2 separate regions of the Callithrix jacchus genome follow, and region 2 is linked to region 1. A link is a contact called in public Hi-C data. All regions are on one chromosome and are shown on one strand. The core of a region is the stretch at or near the end of the contact, and the rest is flanking DNA. Distances in the headings are between cores, read along the strand shown. Region 1 overlaps SCN3B (sodium voltage-gated channel beta subunit 3). Region 2 has its middle 38 kb from the start of ZNF202.

The links. Hi-C and Micro-C count contacts between places; a contact is called where the count stands out from the background.
Region 2: a Hi-C map of induced pluripotent stem cells shows a contact between it and region 1, with 2.7 times the contacts expected there. The contact joins two enhancer-like sites. A contact is called at or near these places in 3 of 3 Hi-C or Micro-C datasets (induced pluripotent stem cells and skeletal muscle).

The regions. Positions count from the first base shown.
Region 1 is chr10:23,275,804-23,279,133 of calJac240_pri, reverse strand. It overlaps SCN3B (sodium voltage-gated channel beta subunit 3), which reads left to right. Exons shown (of 7, transcript XM_009007020.5): 3 at 1,533-1,696. Among named protein-coding and RNA genes, the nearest start is that of SCN3B, 16 kb to the left of the region's middle. Within about 2 kb of position 1,508, at least 2 of the 16 cell types and tissues checked have an H3K27ac peak or open chromatin away from gene starts, as enhancers often do.
Region 2 is chr10:23,334,663-23,337,992 of calJac240_pri, reverse strand. No RefSeq gene overlaps it. Among named protein-coding and RNA genes, the nearest start is that of ZNF202, 38 kb to the left of the region's middle. Within about 2 kb of position 1,477, at least 3 of the 16 cell types and tissues checked have an H3K27ac peak or open chromatin away from gene starts, as enhancers often do.

The DNA.
Region 1 (3,330 bases), core at 259-2,758:
CACTCTCTTACCATACAAACATTGCTGCGCACACTGTCTTACCATACAAACAATGCTGCGCACACTCTCTTACCATACAAACAATGCTGCACACACTCTCTTACCATACAAACAATGCTGTGCACACTCTCTTACCATAAAGTTATTTGCATTTGTGAACAGCTCCAAAATCAGAAAATTCTTTTTATATTGCATTAAACTTCTTTTTTTTCTTATAACTTTTGGGGTTGGGCAGAATCAAATTTCTCTTCCATCTGCCAGCCTTCAAATATTTGAAGACAGATATGTTCTTTGTCCAGGTAGGTAACTCAAGTCCTCACATTTGTTCCTCCCCAGACTTTATCTCCAGACCTTTCACCATCTCCCTTACCTCTGGGCTTGCACTCTTTGAACAACTTCCTTTTTTAAAATGTGACATCCTGAACTGATCATAATAGTCCAGATTTGTTCCAAAAGCAGTGCCGAGGAGCTACGCCTCCTTTCTCCTGCACACTGTACATCTGTTAATGCCGCCCACATTTGCACATGTTTTGCTGGCAGCCATGCTCTACTCGAGTTATTCTAAATTACCAAGCTGATATACTTGCCTCTTTTTAAAAAATAGATTTCAAGTTTCTAGAGGGCAGAAACTCAGTCCAGACTTCCGTGTGGCATGCAAGCTGTCCCACAGTCTGACCCCCCTCCAGTTTTTCCCTTGCCTCACTATACTCCTCTGCATAGAGCATTGCTCCAGCTTGATGGTCCGCTCTCCATTTTCCTCACTGCTGCTCCAGTCTCCACCGTGTGTCAGAATTACCTACAGTTTTCATGCAACACGACATAACTACATCTCTCCATGGCTTTAAAACATTTGATACTTCACACCGGAAGGGACACACAGAGGTCTTCCCAGCATGGGTCCTGCCTACCCTTCTAGCCTCACGTTTCACCATCCTCCTCTTTCTTTCTCCCTAGGCCAACTGGGAGTAAGTAACTGCCTGTCTTCTAGGAACAGAACACATCACGAGTGTGTTACTTGCTGTGGTCTGGTTTAATCACAGTTAGGAATATGTGTTCCCTATTAGATTATAAATGCATTTAGGACATGGTTAGTGTTTTGTTCATTTTTGCATTTCTATTCTAGCATCAGACCTGGCAGAGAGTGGATTTTAATGAATGGTAGTGGAATGAAGGGGATGGATGGTCGCTAGATAGGCACGTGCCCTGTCTCCCACTTGGGCTGTAAGACTTAGAGGGCAGGGCTCAAGTATAATATACTGTGGTGCATCTCCACTGCTTCAAAGGGAAGAATTTCAGTCCATGTCTGGATCATCTAGGTCTCCTCCCTCTAACTGTGTACATGTTCTGAGCCTGTACACTCAGGGAGCCCAGGTGAGGGTGTAGACACTTGCACATGGCTTTTATCAAGTTCATCTCCTGACTCTTCCTTCTCCGTCTCTCCTCCCTCCCTCCTTGCTCTCCATTGCCTCTCTCCTGTGCCCCCCTCCCCCGCCACACACCTGCTGTTCCTTCCCTGTCTGTCCTCTCTGCAGTCAGTGTCTGCTTCCCTGTGTGTGTGGAAGTGCCCTCGGAGACGGAGGCCGTGCAGGGCAACCCCATGAAGCTGCGCTGCATCTCCTGCATGAAGAGAGAGGAGGTGGAGGCCACCACGGTGGTGGAATGGTTCTACAGGCCCGAGGGCGGTAAAGATTTCCTTGTATGTTAGACTGCTGACTCTGGCCTTTCTTCTGCTGGCCTCTGCTGTTCTGAGCCTGGCTCCTGACAGCCTGGGGGATGCCAAGCTAGCAAACACTGGCTCTTTCTCTTTCGAACACTGACAGCTCCTCGGCAGATAACTGACAGCCTTAGTTTCGCCCAGCTTCTGTGAAAGAAAGGGCACTGGGCCAGCAGTAAGCACCGTTGGTGATAGGCCGGGGAAAGCAGAGAAAAGAGATAATAAGCTATATTTAAAGCCTACTATGTGACATGAGCCCTACCAGGCATTTTGCAGCTGTTTTCATGTAACCTTCTGCGCAATCCTATTATATGGTTTAAATTAATAAAGAAACTGGAATAACACAAAGCATCATTATGTGAAATAACAAAGGTTGGCTCCTTTAACTCCCACAATCCCAGTGAAATAGGAATGACCAAGAGTGATCCAAGGGTGATATTCACCTGGGACACCCAGTATAGCAACATCAGCCAGTAAACTATTTTAGACAGTTCTCCCATGGATACTTGATGTGCCCAGTCTCCTAAGTGGCTGAACCCCCAGACCTCTCTGTGATTTGGAAACCAAGAGATTCACTCCTGGCAGAGCAAGGAGTCTTCTGGATTCTATTCCCGCACCATAACCAATGTCAGTTCTGCTTGGTTGGTGCCAGTGGCAAAGTGGTTGTCACATTTTTTTCTCTCTTTCTCATTTGAGACAGAGTCTCCCTCTGTCACCCAGCTGGTGTGCAGTGGTACAATCTAGCTCACTGCAACCTCCGCCTCCCAGGTTCAAGCAACTCTCCCACCTCAGCTTCCTCTGTAGCTGGAACTACAGGCATGAGCCACCATACCCAGCTAATTTTTGTATTTTTAGTAGAGACAGGGTTTTGCCATGTTGGCCAGGCTGGTCTTGAACTCCTGACCTCAGGTCAGCCACACAGCTCAGCCTCCCAAAGTGCTGGGATACAGGCGTGAGCCACCGCACCAGGTCGGTTGTCATACATTTTGAATACTACCTTGGAGATGAGCATTATTTACTCCTTCACTGACTCTGGAGCCAGGTTGCCTGGGTTTGACTCTTGACTTCACACTTACTACCTCTGTGTCCTCGGACATGTTGGTCAACCTTTCTGTGCCTCAGTTTCCTCATTTTTAAAGTGGGGATATAAAGCATAGCCAAATTATAGTGCTGTTACCAGGACTCATGAGCTATAATTTTTAATGCATTAAAAATAGTTCCTGGAATATAGTAAGCGCTATGTTAAGTATTTGCTAGAGAAAAGATATAGACACAGAAATGAGGGAACTGAGGCTCAGAGAAGTTAATAAGACAGCTTAGACTAGAGCCAGGTGGTCTCACAGCAGATACAAGGCCCTTTTTATGGTACTGCTTTGCCTTCCTCGGGGCAAGATTCTCTTCTACAAAGATTTGTAATGGAGACAACGGAAGGGTGAAACTGGGTTTAGCTTGCTCTTCTTTCTTGCTATTCTAAAGCCGAACTCATTTCTGACTCTGGCTTCTATGTGCCATTCTGAAGTAGATTCGCTATAGTCAGGTGCCAAGACTGGGACCAGCAGAGACTTCCCAGAGCCTAGCTCAGTCTTGACAGTGACATGTCAATGAAGCTGCAGCTG
Region 2 (3,330 bases), core at 228-2,727, 59 kb before region 1:
TCCCAAAATATTTAATGACATTTGTTACCATGTAAGGTCAAATTAACTCTATTAATTCTTTTTCTAAATGTCACAAGTTCCAGGGGTTAGGACAGAAGCTCTTTGAGTAGCCATTATTCAGCCTGTTACAGTTTTCAACCCCTAGAACCAAAAACCTGGGGGTCATCCTTAACTGCTCTTTTTCTCACACATTCTACATCCAATCTATCAGCAAATGTTATGGTTCCGTCTTTGTAAAAATCCAGAATCCTGCTACTTCTCTCCACCTGGACCCATCACGAGCCTGAGCCACCCTCACTTTTGGCCTGGGTCTCCCTGCTCCTTCCCTGAGCTCCTTACAATCTGTGTGGCCATGGAGATCATTTTAAACATAAATCTCATTGTGTCATTTCCCCTTTCAAAATGTTCCAACAGTTTCACATCAGATTTAAAATAAAATCCCAGCCAAGCATGGTGGCTCATGCCTATAATCCTAGCACTTTAGGAGGCTGAGGCAGGAGGATCCTTTGAATCCAGGAGTTCAAGACCAGCCCAGGAAACATAGCGAGATCCAGTCTCTAGAAAAAGTACAAAATTAGCCAGGGATAGTGGTGTGCAGCTGTGATCCCAGCTATTTGGGAGGCTGAGGTGGGAGGTTTGCTTGAGTCTGGGGAGAAAGGCCATGAGCCACAATCATGCCACTGCACTCAGCCTGGGTGACAGTGAGATCCCATCTCAAAAAAAGAGAATCCCAAGTCCCTACATGGTCTGTGTTGCCTCTACAACTCCATGTTACATCTGCCTTGCTCCTTGTACTCCAGGTACACTGGCTTCCTACTGCTCATCAGACATGCCATGCACGTTCTTGTCCCAGAACCCAGCACTCTCTCCTCCCTCTCCAGGGACACTCTCCCCCAGAGATTTCCAGAGCTTGCTCCTTGACTACATACAAGTGTTTTTCATTTCCTCAGGGAGACCTTTCCTGACACCCGGCTCAAAATAGCATTCCTGTCACTTTCTGGCTCCATATCATTATTTTCTTTGAGACGCTCAGCACTATCTCACATTATAGTATGTATTTATTTGTCTGACTGCTTAACTTCAAATCTCCCCTGACCCTTCAATTAAAACATTAATTTTCCAGGAGCAGGGAACATGACTCTTTTGTTTGCCACTGGATCTCTAATGCCTAGAACAGTGCCTGACACAGAAAAGGAACATGCTAATATTTTCTGAATGAATACATGAATGAATGATTGAAAGATTTCTAAGGGGTGGATGGCTGGGATGTAAAAGGAAAACTGTTAAAAGGGGCTGCCCTCTGCTTCCCCATCACAAACTCAAATCATTGTAGCAGTGATTCTTCCAAGCTTGAACACCCCTGCCTGCTTTAGCTGAATGTCAGCCAGAGGCAACAACTGCAGCCGCCCCCATCTCAGCTTTCCGACAACCTCCCAAGGAACGTGGGCAGGGAGGCCACGTGGCAGGAAAAGCAACCTAGGAGAACAGAGTTAGTAAGGGACTGTGTTTGTGTTATGGCAGCTGCTGGCACATGAAAACTCTATGCGTCAAAAGCAGTGTGACCTATTGGGATTCTCTGCAAGGAAAACCTGCATTTGTTGCCCTACTTGGAGCAGTAGTTGGAAAAGAGTGGAGCCACAAGGCCAATGCCATTCACAGCCCTTCCAAGGGCCTCCATGGTGCATGAGCCCAAGCCCAGTGCCTTCCTTCCACTTCAGACATCTTCTTTCCCACCACCCTACTAGCCCCAGAGAATAGCAGTATTTGCCCAGCGGCCAGTAGAAACCTACACAAAGTAGAGAAGCCATGTCGCATATTCATGAACAACCTGGATTTTAGAGGCAAGTGTCAATTAGAATTCCCAATGTGGATTGCTGGTGTGTGTACTTGAATGAGTCCTTATCCATAAAATCAAAATAATGTCTACCTCTTAGGAATGTTATGAGGAGAGAATGCTCTAGCCCAGCGCAGGACCAGCATGGTTATCTTTGGTTGGGCTTCATATAAGAATGGAGGGCAGGGAGGGAAGCAGTAATGCTTGCTAACATTCTGAGACGTGCCTGGCAGGGCAGTGAAGCCATAGAACCACAGAATGATGTGGTTCAAAAACGCTTTGGAGATTAAAAACAATTACCACAATAACAAAAAGAAACTTGCATTTTATCTAAGAAAAAAAAAAAAACATAATCAGGCCTAAAAAGATGAACTGATTTGCCCAGAATCATACAGCTAGTTAATGGCAAAGCCAGGGCTGGAGCCCAGACCTCAGACCTCTGTCCTCTGGCCCTTACTGTTGCTCCTTGGGATTTTCAACTGCCTGGTTGACTTGTGAGTCCTCCTGCCTCCTCCACTGCCCAGGCCTCTGAACCACACAGTTCAGGACCAGCTCTTACAGCAGATGAGCTCAGGCCCAGCCACAGCCTCACGAGGCCTGCAAGGACTCTGACCCCAACCCCGGTTCTCTGTTTTCTTTCTCCATCCATTATGGCCTATGAGCCCCAGACTCCTTGCTCCCTGCCCCTTCTCAGCAGAACACCTCAGTCAAGAGGCCCATTGGCCTGTTGTAAAGTAAAAGATTGCCTGGAGGTGAAATGCAGAGAAACTGTAAGGTCAATCTGAGATCCCTGTGCTCAGGTGGCAACAAAAGCATTCAAGGTAATGCATTTCCCCTCTTAGGTCTTTGTAGGACATGTGCCTCAATCTCTTCATCTATAAAATGGGGATGATAATATGAATTCTTTCGTAGGGTTTTTCTGAGATTGTGACTTGATACATGTAAAGCATTCATAGAAATATCTGGAAAAAGCAAATCTTCAGTATTATCTTATTATTAGAAAATTAGCCTCCCTCATTCCCCCTTGAAAATTGGAACAAGACAAGGATGCCCTCCCTCACCACTCTTATTCAACATAGTGTTGGAAGTTCTGGCCAGGGCAATCAGGCAAGAGAAAGAAATAAAGTGTATTCACATAGGAAGACAATTCAAATTGTCTTTGTTTGCAGATAACACGATCCTATATCTAGAAAACCCCATTGTCTCAGCTCAAAAGCTTCTTAAGCTGATAAGCAACTTCAGCAAAGTCTCAGGATACAAAATCAATGTGCAGAAATCACAAGCATTCCTATACACCAGCAACAGACAAGCAGAAATCCAAATCATGAATGAATTCCCGTTCACAATTGCCACAAAGAGAATAAAATACCTAGGAACACAGCTAACAAGGGAAGTGAAGGACCTCTTCAAGGAGAACTACAAACCACTGTACAAGGAAATAATTTTTCATATGCAGGTAGAAAAACATTCTATACACATGGATAGAAAGAATCAAT